Linked DNA regions of Sus scrofa: region 2 is linked to region 1. The links are chromatin contacts, called in public Hi-C maps. All regions are on one chromosome and are shown on one strand. The core of a region is the stretch at or near the end of the contact, and the rest is flanking DNA. Distances in the headings are between cores, read along the strand shown.

The links. Hi-C and Micro-C count contacts between places; a contact is called where the count stands out from the background.
Region 2: a Hi-C map of alveolar macrophages shows a contact between it and region 1, with 3 times the contacts expected there. The contact joins the promoter of METTL4 here to the promoter of MRLC2 in region 1. A contact is called at or near these places in 1 of 5 promoter capture datasets (fetal liver), 2 of 47 Hi-C or Micro-C datasets (alveolar macrophages and liver) and 1 of 2 datasets of contacts at active chromatin or transcription factors (alveolar macrophages).

What each region holds. Positions count from the first base shown.
Region 1 is chr6:103,405,260-103,411,359 of Sscrofa11.1, forward strand. It overlaps MRLC2 (myosin regulatory light chain 12B), which reads right to left and starts at 3,818. Exons shown (of 4, transcript XM_003127841.4): 1 at 3,035-3,818.
Region 2 is chr6:104,052,944-104,059,309 of Sscrofa11.1, forward strand. It overlaps METTL4 (methyltransferase-like protein 4), which reads left to right and starts at 2,888. Exons shown (of 11, transcript XR_002345043.1): 1 at 2,888-3,228; 2 at 5,188-5,581. It overlaps NDC80 (kinetochore protein NDC80 homolog), which reads right to left and starts at 2,842. Exons shown (of 17, transcript XM_013999249.2): 1 at 2,683-2,842; 2 at 1,272-1,381. The coding sequence starts at 1,372.

The sequences.
Region 1 (6,100 bases), core at 2,568-5,067:
AGCAATTATCCAGGGAATTTAGCATATGATCAAGTTAAAATGCTCCACAAGGTTAACCCGACATACTTAATAACATACTATTGCTTTTATACTGCATATTTAGGCAAACATATAATCGGTTCCATAAATTATTCTATTATCTTTTACAGAGCCAAACTCAGTTTTACAGCTTTTCTCTTAATACCAGTTAAGCTATCCCCGTGGTATATGTATTTGCACATTTACCACATACATTATCATGTTGTTGTTTCTAAATTATGGATTTTATGATCGTCACAACTGTCAGTAGACTTTACATCCTCTTTACTCCCTCCCCTATCATTGTGTTTTACTGCAGTGAAATTTATATATGGTGAAATGTACAGATCTTAAAAATGATGTGCACTCATGTAACCACCACCCCAATCAAGTAACAAACATTAACACCACTCCACAAAATTCAATCCAAGTCCGTTGCCCTCTCCCACAGGCAAACACTGGATTTCTATCACCATAGATTCGTTCTTTGAATTTCTTATATACAGAATTTATTATTATATATTATTCTTTATAAACAGAATTTCTTATAATACAGTGCTTACTCTGTGTCCAACTTCTTTCACTCAATACATTTTCTGAGATTCATGTATCTCACTGAATTTACTAGTGGTTCATTCTTTTTTTTTTTTTTTTACTGCCCCATATTTCATTCCTATGCTATTTACATATACACTTTTATGGCATTTCTACCTTGGATTGCAGAGTCAAGTAGATAGAGTGTCTCACACATGGCTGGTGCTAAATACTAGTTAAATGAACAGATATATATGCTTCTCTGGGTCACAAACAGAATTATGTATACACATGATCTCTCTAAGGTAGGTCCTGGATCCGATTCTCAAAAAATGGCTGTTCTATGGTCTACCCTTGGTTCAACATAAACTCCACTGCACTCTTCCCTGCAAAGGTTCCTGGTTTTGTCTGTTTGTTTGGCTGCACCCATGGCATGCAGAAGTTCCCAGGCCAGGCTCAAACCCTGGCCACAGCAGTGATCTGAACCACAGCAGTAACAATGCCAGATCCTTAACCTGCTGAGCTACCAGGGAACACCCTCCCACCCCAATTCTTAACAGAACTTACCAGTCACTCTTTGTTTATACCTAGAACAAAGAGTACTAATAAGCCAATAACTGAGTGCTAAATATGTGCTAGGCACTGATCTAAGCATTTCATGTGTATTGACGTAGGTAATCCTCACAACAACTTTCGACAGATACTGTTATTATCCCTGTTTCTCAGATGAGAAAATTAGTGCAAAGAGGATAATTCACCTGCAGGTGCACAGCTAGAAAATGGTAGATGCACAGATGCAGGACCAAAAGTCTAGATCCATAGTTTGTCCACTAGCTGCTAACATCCCGCATGGAGGCAGCTGAAATTCTTCACCAGGTAGAAAATGTGGATAGCTGGTTGGGGATGACAAAGAAGCCACAACAGCTAAAGTGCAGAACGAGGCAGGAAGATCCTAAAATTGCTGGCAAGGAATATCATCCCTAGACATATGCTGTCTTTGAATCCTGAAGAGGACAACAAGCTCCATTTAGGGGCTCCCAGTCCTTTCATTTTGGGGGGGGGGGTGGCCACACGTGCGGCATATGGAGGTTCTCAGGCGAGGGGTCAAATCCCAGTTCCAGGTGCCAGCCTACACCACAGCCACAGCAACACTGGATCCTTAACCCACTGAGCAAGGCCAGGGATAGAACGTGCATCCTCATGGATGCTAGTCATATTTGTTAACCACTTAGCCACGATGGAACTCCCCCTTTCATGTCTTCTAACCCCAGCAACCCTCACTTGGGGACCTGTCCTTCAGATATTGCAATTTATCTGGTCCAAACTCAGTCCCGTGAAAGCATAAGTAATATCGATTGAAACAGTCCTCACAGAAGTTGCCTCATTCAACAGTGCCTGAACCAACAAGAAGCTGTGCACTTAGCTATGAGCCCCAGGAGGGTCCCCCTAATGCTTAGAGAAAATGGGTGGCACCATGGGAACCCCCTCCAAGTGAGTGACCTTGGGCAAATTATCTCACCTCGCTGGGCTTCACTCTCCTCAATTATAAAACAAAAGATAACCTTTACGGTTCTTTTGATTTCCAAAATGCTATGATTTTTTCTTACCAAAGGCCCATTACAGATCCATCTTAAAGGCTGCCAAACTAATCCTCTCAACACGCCTTTCTTCCTATTACTCCATTAGTGAAGAATCTAAAACGACTACCTAACGACTCTTTTATTTCCCATCAAGTTTGCAAAACATCCGTGAAAACGTCCCACTTTCCTACATATTTCCAACCATTATTCATTAACATACTGTTCGTTCAGGCTGGTCTCCCCACCGTCTCCTTCCCCACGACACAAGTCCCACCTTTTGAGCTTTCGGTCTTGTTACCTCCTACCACAGAGTTCTCCCTCTTAGGGCTAAGCCCAAGGCCTCCAATGAGGTCATGACTCTTTTTCTATCTGTTGTCTTCCGCCGTCAGCACAGACGAACTAAATCTTTACAAGATGCTGCAAAGAATCCTGAGTCCTACAGAAATCTTTACATTTGGCCTATACCAACTCCGCACTCCCCGGCAGGAACCGTGCACCAGCAGACCCCTGCGCCCCGCAAAGCACCGGGCACTGTGTGAGGCACCGAGTAGGCGCTCGACAGCTGGCCCAACCAACCCGGCCCAGGCAGATGGGGAGCGGGCCGTAGGCGGGCGGGGCACCAGGTGTGTGAAGCCGTCCCGCTGACGCAGCGCCTGGGACCCACCGCCTCAGCCAACAGGGCGGATCCCGGCCCCGGCTCCATTCGCCCGAGCCTCCCGACCCCTCGTAGTCCACGTTCTGTCCGGCATCTGACGGTCTCCTCGCCCACCTCTCTGCCGCACCGGACGGGTCCCGCAACCCCCGCCCGCCCGCCCAGGCGTTCGGGGCGGGGTCGGGCGGCGGGAAGAGAGGGGGATAAGGGCGGCCCTGGGGTGTCGCGCGAGGGAGCGAGCGCCACTCACCGCGGCCAAATACCAGAACCAGAACCCGGACTTCCTGAGCGAAACGAGCGGAGGCTACGAGTGCGGAGCTGCGGGAGGAACTGCGGGAGCAACAGCGGCGACGCCGGCACTTCCTGCCTCGGGAGGCGAACCGGAAGGCGCACCGGAAGGCGCGGCGGGATCCAACTCTGCCAGGGGGGGGAATGCCTCACAGTTCTCGCGCGGGAGGGGATCGCGTCTGCCTTGTCCGCCGGGGATCGGGCTGGGGCCGCCGGCCCCGGGCTGGGTTTCAGTTGGGTCCCACCGCCCGCGCGGTATGAAGCGGGTGCGGCGCGGTTGGGACCCTGCAGCCCGTCCTCCTCCCCCGCCGTCCGCGGCGGGTCCCACGGCCCTTCCGCATTCCCGGGCGGCCGGCGCGAGGCGGGCCTGGAATTTGACCCCGCGGGCGGGCGGGAGCCCTAGAGGTTTGGGGGTCGCCGGGCGCCGCTCCCCAGGGCTGCCAGAGTTAGGAAGTGAAAGTACAGCTCGCCTGGTTACATTTTATGAACTTCAGATAAAATGAGCAATTTTCTGTGCTTCGCTCCACATTAAGAGTGGGGAAGGGAAGAGGGCGGCGGCTGGGCGGACCCTTCCTGCTGCTAAACACTTTCTTTTCAAAACTGCACTCAGACCAAGTTATATCATTTGCCCCTACCCCTCCTCTCTCACCCTCAGATTATAACATTTACGGCCTTTCCAGGCCAAGCCCTTTCAGTCACAGGAAAGCTTTAATGAAATTACTGGCTTTCCTTTGGTTCATTAAAGACAGTACAAACTTAGGCACACACATAACTAGCGCGCGCACGTTATGTAATGCTTTTTGTCAAAGCAAAGGAAACCAAGAAGCTACATTATTGAAGTTTTGTTCTCGATATTGTTTGTGGCAATAATCTTCCAGTTCCCTCGTCTGGGAATAATACAGATGAATGGTAGTATTTCTGGATAATGGAGGATAGTCAACTTATTAGCAAACCTTTGTTGAGCACTTGTGATTACCTGAACGTGTGCTGGATGCTGGCGAGATGAACAACTAAATTTAGTTTTATATTCTAGAAAATTTTGAAGGGGAATTTAGAAATCTTTGATCAGGAATTCCCAGATGGTAGGAACCAGGTGTTCAAGTTCTCCATAGCAATAGCTCTTAAACAGTGGCACCAAGAAGAAAAAACTGGCGGCTTCGGAAAAGACCTAACCCTAGGTATTCTGACTCAGTAGGTTGAGCATGGGGTTGAGGGTGGGGCAATAATCACACAGGTGATGTTGATACTGTGGTCCTCATCCAGGTAGCACTGCAGCAAGGTCCTTAACTGAAGACATTTTCTCAGTTTCAAGTTAAAGTTTGAAACCAATTGCTGAGAAGTCACGTCTGGTTCTAAAATATTTACTTTCCTTTAGCAGCAGTCTGCCCTTTGGTCCGATAGTTAAAAATTTATTCCACTCACCATAACATTTTGGCTTCAGAGGTCTTTTCTTTGTCACAGAGCTCTTCCAAGTATGGTCTGTACCATCCCGTAAGCCCTCACCCTGGCCACCTTAAGATCACAGCTGAGACACTCTTGACTATATACTCTGACCTCCATATTTGTTTCTAGAACAGTGCTTTCCAACTAACACATGTAACTATTGAAATGTAAATTAAAATTCAGTTATATTAGACCCATTTTAAGTGCTCAGTAGTCACAGTGACTAATGTTCATGCTGGACAGCACAGAGAGCATTTCCATCATCATAGAAAGGGCTACTAGATAGCACTCTTCTAAAAAAAATTATTCTAGGGCATATTTTCTCTAGATTCAAAGCAAAAACTAGTATTTATTAATGAAAAGCCAAATATCTAAATATCTAGTGCTTGGGAAATGGTTAATTATGGCATAGCCTTGTCGAAGGTAATTGCTAACTGTAGCCATTAAAAAGAATGGTTAAAAAAAGGTAATATACTTAAAGTTCAAAACAAAAAATGGCAGCTATGCCAAAACATGACAAATAATTTATCTTAAACTAAAAAACAAGTTGTATGGGAGTTCCCATTGTGGCACAGTGGTTAACGAATCCGACTAGGAACCATGAGGTTGCAGGTTCGATCCCTGGCCTTGCTCAGTGGGTTAATGATCCGGCGTTGCTGTGAGCTGCGGTATAGGTCGCAGATTCGGCTTGGATCCCACGTTGCTGTGGCTCTGGTGTAGGCCGGTAGCTACGGCTCTGATTAGACCCCTAGCCTGGGAACCTCCATATGCCGCGGGAGCGGCCCAAGAAATGGCAAAAAGACAAAAAAAAAAAAAAAAAAAAAAAAGTTGTATGTTCACTACAACCAGAACATATACGTAGATAAGGAGTTCCCGTTGCGGCTCAGCATTAACAAACCCAACTAGTATCCAGGAGGCCCACTGGCCCCGCTCAGTGCGTTTAAGGATCCAGCATTGCCCTGAGCTGTGGTGTAGGTGGCAGACGTGGCTTGGATCCTGTGTTGCTGTGGATGTGGCGTTGCTGTGGCTATGCAGGCGGGCAGTTGGAGCTGGGATTTGACCCTAGCCTGGGAACCTCCTTAGGGCATGGGTGTGGCCCTAAATTAAAAATGAATGTATGTAGATAAATACAGAAGTTATGATACCACCTATTTGAGCAGAAATCTAGGATTAAGAGGATACAGAGATTTGGGAAAACTGGCAATTTCTTCAATACGGGATTAGCTCCAGCATTGCTTTTCAAGACAGCAAATATAAAAAACAGGGTTTCAGGGAAATCAAGAAATTGTACAATTGAGGACCCAGAAAGAGAAACAATTCTGGCATTATGGGACCTCCTCAGGGAATCTAAAATAAATGATTTGAGGATCTACTGGCTACCACACAAGTTGTCAGGCATTTTTATGTATGTTCTCATTAAATCCTCATAACGACCCTTTAATAATAAAAATTCCGTTTAAGATAATTTACTATCAAACCACTGTGGACCTTTCTCGTTACTAAGCTCATCTTAATCACCACTGCAATTAAACTCATAACACCTACCCTTTCCCATTTTTAGAAGAAACAATATCCAAATATCCAT
Region 2 (6,366 bases), core at 1,638-4,137, 650 kb after region 1:
GAACGAGGCCAGGGATCGAACCTGCATCCTCATGAATACTAATAGGGTTCCTTATCACTGAGCCATAACGAGAACTCCAAAAAAGGCAGTTTTTAGCTTCTAATACAATCTATGGCAAAAATCTTTTGGTGTAGTAATATGGAACAGTTCAAAAACTTCTGATTTCAGAAAATAAAAATGTATTAATATTTCAAATTTCTAAAAGTAGAAAGGCTTCTACCATGTAAACCTAAGTAATTTAAGAAGAGTTAGCAAGTAACTTGTACTTTAGTAAGGACAAGGATTCATACAACTCACTTGGGTTAGATTGTAAGAAAATCACTCATAGGCAATAATTAGTTTATGACAGCAAGTTCTTTTTTTTCCCCTCATTTTATTTTTAATTTTTAAAAGTATAAAAAAATGAAGGATAGTTGATTTACAACATTTCAGGTATACAGCAAAGTGATTCATATATATACACGAATATAATCATACACACACACACTTCTTCAGATTCTTTCCCATCATAGATTATTACAAGATATTGGATATAGTGAAAGCAAATTCTTCTGTGTTCTTTTCTGGGGGGAGGGCGGGGCGGGGGGGACGACACCTGTGGCATATGGAAGTTCCCGGGCTAGGGGTCAAATGGGAGCTGCAGCTGCTGGCCTACACCACAGCCACAGCAACGCAGGATCTGGGCTGCATCTGTAACCTACACCACAGCTTAGGGCAACACCAGATCCTTAACCCACTGGGTAGGCCAGGGATTGAACTGCATCCCCATGGATACTAGCTGGGTTCTTAACCTGTTGAGCCACAACGGGAACTCTGGACACCAGTTTTTCCTAGTGAATCTTGACAAAATAGTTTGGAGAAGTGGTGTTCTGTAGGTTGCTGCTAAACTGCAGTTAATTATCAGAGCAGATAATACCTTTGATTGAGAACTCTGCTAGTAGGATCCATCTCAGTAATTTGAAAATTATAGCACAGAACCTACTCAACCAAGCAGCTCAAGAGTAAAGGAGGAAAATAAGAATGAAAGAGCATTGAAGGGGAATTAGCAGTCCTTCAGGGATTGCCTAGCAAAGGACATGGATTTGGAGATTTAAGTAACAAATGAGGAAAAAATACAACATCTAGTAACATGCCCACTTTTAGCCTTCAGGGACTCCAAATTAGGTCCTACTGAGAACAGACAAGATCCATCACACCACTCATACTACGTCTTTGTATTAACCATCTTTACAAATTTCTTTGCCAAAGACAATAAGGCATGAGGTACTCACGTTTGAGGGGTATGGAGGCCTTGTTTGTTTAAGTCCTGGGATCTTAATTCCTGCATAGAGAGGCGTCCAGCACCACCGGTGGAAACTGAACTTCGTTTCATGCTTATAACCTGCATTCATGAATTTGGTATTAAAAAGGTCTTTCCAGACATAGGTGGTATGTTAAGCACCAACAATTATTTGTATCCTCAAAGAGAAAGGCAGCCAAGTGTCATCATTTCTTCAAGATAATCTTTCCTGGGCTATCTTTACTTGTTCGTGTAAGGTGAAGTCCTCATTTGCAGGGAATATCTATCTAACTCCATTTAAAAGTATTCAACACACATAAACACTTACTGCCTACCATGTACCAGGAAGCATGCAAAGCAATGCAAACAATACAAAGGTTAGTTATGACTCCTACCTTCACAAGGGTATTTATGGTAGTTAAAACTCTGCATCCTAACTCAGACCACATCACTACTGTTGGCTGTGCCTCTCAGTGGGGAGTTAGAGGCTACCTGAAAAGAACTACCTGTTTCCTTTTCTTCTGTCTCAGAATAGAGCCATTCTGTTTGCTTTTCCTAACATCCATCTCTCTTGCTCTGTCTCCCACTTATATTCTTCAATTTCTGCCTCTCTTGCTTCAATCTCCCTTCATCAAGGATAAATTATCTGGTCTACAGACTGCTTCCATTTTCTGAGACCACAGTCGTACCTCACCCCCTTCCCAGTTACTGAAACGGTTGCCTCCTGCCTGGGATACTCTTGATTAACAAATCTTTTGATCCTAACTTAGCTCTGAGGCATTAGACACTATACACCGAGTTCTTCCAGATCCTTCCCTGGTTTCCAGGAAAGTGGACATTTGTGGTAATCCTTCTACATCTCTGGGCTCACCTTTGTCTTTTCAACTGACTGCACTCTTTTCCTCTTTGGCCAACTATTTCGTCTCCAGTATACGCTTCTGCATCTATTAAACTTTTCCACTCTCATCTATATCTTTAGGTCCACTACCAATCTCCAGTTAAAATGTACTCTTAAAATCTGAGACTGAGACTTCCAGATGTATTCCTTACATGGCCACCAGGATGTTACACTAGTATCTCAAACGCAACACACCAAACAGTCCCTCATCTTGTTCTTCCTCTCTCTGCTTCCATCAGTTAATCCCCTTTTCCTTTCTCCATTCCCTCTTCTTACCACTAGTGTCCCCTTGACCCTTCCTTTCTCCTTTAGGAAATCACCGCCATTAGAAATTTACTGGACTCCGGGAAACTAGCGCCTGGCATAGATTCGGCCGGAGGCGAGTTAGGAGAGCAAACACCAGAACGCCGTCCTCCAGGCCTCCGAATTTAACGGGTTGTTGCCCTAGCGTTCCCCCTCCAGACCAGAACTGCCGGAACGAAATTAACCTGAAGTCATTAGTCACCTTTCTTCCAGCTTCCTGACACGACCCGGCAGCCGAATCTCTGTAAACCGTGCAATTGCCAGCTAAAACGGACAGTGGCAGCCAAAACACTAACTCCTTTCTGCTCCCGCCCGTGCCGTTCGAATTTTAAAATCTCCGCCGGCGCTGACGTCATCGCGCTGACGTGCGCGCGCGTGCGCAAATCCCGCGCGCCGGAACTTTGCGTGACGGTGGCGCCCTGCCGCCTCACGGGGCGCACTGGCGTCTAATGTCTCTGAAGTGTCTTCTATGGAGTTTGGCCCGATTCCTGTATTTAGCTCCAAGGACCCAGGCGCTCTAAGCCCTTGGGTAGCGAGCTTAGCGCTCCAAGCAGCCCTGGAACGCTTTTTCCGTACAGCAGCAGGGCCGCTCCTGCTGACTCTTAGAAAAGGAGATTTTTTTTTTTTTTTTTTTTTTTGCTTATGCTCTGAAAGGAGTGTCTTTCAAGACCACTGTTTAGCTGGGTGCTGTTTCAGGAAGGAAGTCTGGGAAGGCGGCGTGCACTGTTCTGACGAGGGAGGCGGTGAGGTAGGAGACAGTGACGGCCTGCTGTGGGAGCAGTCGGCTCCGAGGGTCGCGCTATGGAGGCGGCCACCAGGGTTCACGCTCAGAGCTGCACTGCTGTCTGGGGCTCTACGGCCCTCTAGTGGCGGCCTGCGAGGAGGTGGAGGGACCCGGTGTGAGGCCAAATAGGAGGGAGAAGTGCACTTAATTTGGGGCACGTCACCTTTCCTGGCCGAGTTTCAGTCTTCTGTCGACGTTCTAGCTATCACTACAATTTCAGGACCTCTTCACCCCAAGTAATGACTCGGAAGGGAGGATTGAGAACAGAATTACCATCATCCGTAGCATTTATTTGAGCACTTGCTTTGTGTCAGACACCTTGCACAACAAACACTTCTTGTCGATTATCTCATTTAATTCTCTGAACTGCCCTCTGAGATGTCCTAAAAATGATGAAATTAAGGCTCACTGAGATCAAGTAACTTGTCCGTGGTCGTACTGCTAATATACGGAGTTAGATTTTAAATCTAAATGCTACTGTTATTAACTACTGTTAATCACTTGATGTATTTCTTATTCTCTTCTCCTCTTAAGTTTTCCACTACACCAGATTTAATAAGCAATCCAGAACTAAAAGCCTTCTTTTAGAGAAAAGATAAGGTAGTTCTTTATTTAAAAAACAGACTCACAGACTTAGAAAACAATTTTATGGTTATCAGAGGGGGATGGGGGAAGGAGACAAACTAGTAGTTTGGGATTAACAAATACACAGTAGTATGTATTAAGTAGACTTAACAAGGACCTACTGTATTGCACAGGGAACTATAGTACATGTCTTGTAATAACCTATAATGGAAAGGAACCTGAAAAAGAGTCACTTTGCAGTACACCTGAAGCTAACACAGCATTGTAAATTAACTATACTTCAACTTTAAAAACTGTTAAAAAAAAAAGATAAGGAAGTTTTGAAAAGCCTTATTGCCGGAAGAGAACTGCTCAGAACCAGTTACAGATCTGGACTCTTAACCTTGCCATTTTGCTAGGGGTTAGTGCTTCTGATGTGCTATTAAAAATTGCATTTTTGGAGTTTCCGTCGTGGCTCAGTGGAAATGAATCCGACTAGGTGCCATGAGGTTGCGGATTTGATCCCTGGACTTGCTCAGTGGGTTAAGGATCTGGTGTTGCTGGAAGCTGTGGTGTAGGTTGCAGACAAAACTCGGATCTGGCTTTGCTGTGGCGTAGGGCAGCAGCTACAGCTCCGATATGACCCCTAGCCTGGGAACCTCCATATGCTGCGGGTGCGGCCCTCAAAAGACAGAAAAAAAAAATATTGCATTTTACTCTGCTTTTTGCCCTTTCTGCACCACATTGTTAGCAGTGAGTAGTAGAGTAGTGAGACTGCAGAATGGGCCCACTTACTATGGCAAATGTAGTTTGAAAAAACAAAGGCTGATGTGCTAACAACTCCTCTGGAAATTCTGTGACCTTCTCTAGGTTTAGCTCATTAAAAAGGCTGAATTCTCATAGGTAGTGTAGTGTTTATTCTTTGCTTTGCAAGACAGTCATCTTTTAAGGATTAAGTGTCTTCCTGACTTGGAGGGTGTAGACCTAGTAGCTAGATCTAAGTACTAAGCAGGAGGTTGTATAGAGGGCCTGGGGAGATAGGAGGATCTAACTCGGATTTCAGAAGTAAGATCAGGTTTTAACTCTCTTTGGTCAATTGGCTGAACATTTTGAATTTTTATCCCTGAAATTAAAAGTTTATATTAAAATGTGATTTTCCTTAGTCTTGCTAAGTAACATTAACGTATACAATTTAAATTCTCTTTTGCGTACATGTCAAGTTTATATACTTGCACATCAAATCTACATGTATATGAAGTATATTTTTATTGAAAAACAGGATATTTAAGAACTTAATCAGGAAAGTTGGGTTTTACTTCTAGTCTCTAATTCCCAGTGTTTTTGTTTTTGTTTTTGAAGAAAGAGAATGTCTGTGGTGCACCAGCTGTCATCAGGATGGTTACTGGATCATCTTTCTTTCATTAACAAGATAAGCTATGAACTTCACCAGCATCATGAGCCTTGTTGCAGTAAAAATGAGCCTACTTCTGTTCACCTTGACTCTCTTCACAAGGATTCTGTATTCTCTTTTGGAGCCTCTCCTGCATTTATTGCTTCTTCCAGTAAGCCAGAGAATGATGATGGAGGAAATCGTGAAATGTCCATGCAGAAATATGTTTTTCGATCTGAACTGTTTGATGTCACTAAACCTTATATAACTTCTGCTATTCACAAAGAATGCCAACAAAGTAATGAAAAGGAAGATCTAGCAAATGATGTTAAGAAAGAAGCCTCCATTTCTATTAAGAGAAAGGTAGTAAGTTTTAAGAAATTTTAATTTTTCTACAGACAAATTTATTATTCCAATTTTTCCAATATCTTGTGATTTTCTAAGTATAAAGAATAATCAATAAAGTATAATAAGGCTTTAGCATATCCAAAGTAATTTTTAACTTTTTACTAACATTCTATCATTCTTAGAAGACCCAATTTGCTTATTTCAAAAGTAAGCCAAGTTGATTCAAAAGTGAATGCTCTATTAAGTAAGCAAACAAACAAAACTAAACGATGATAACAAAAAACCCCTATTTGCCTAGGCTTTCATATTAATTGCATGTTTTTACACCTATTTTTGCTTAAAAACATGTTTCTCTGTAAAATTCTAAAGCAGTATATAGATTTTGGGGGAATTACAGAGACCCGTCCTTTGGGAATAAGTTTATATAATAAATGTTTGGAAGAAGGGTGATATTTTTGAAAGGTTTCTAGTGATAAAAGTATAAAACTTCTATGGAAAATGTATATATTTTTAAAGTATATATATTTGGATACACAGTGATGCAATCAAAAGTTTTGAGAATGCCAGATAGGATCAAATTAATTATGCTTTAATAATTTGACATCTTTGAAGAGTTCAGAGGTGATTATACAAAGTCCATTTCAGACAGATTACATTAGCATTTTCCTTGTCAGAGATAGGAATTACATTCATTATTCACCCAAGAAATATTTGCTGTCTTTCACAGAGTGATATAACAAGATGAATATAATCCCTGCTGTCTTGGATCTTATAATCGAGTGGGGAAGAAAGATACTAAA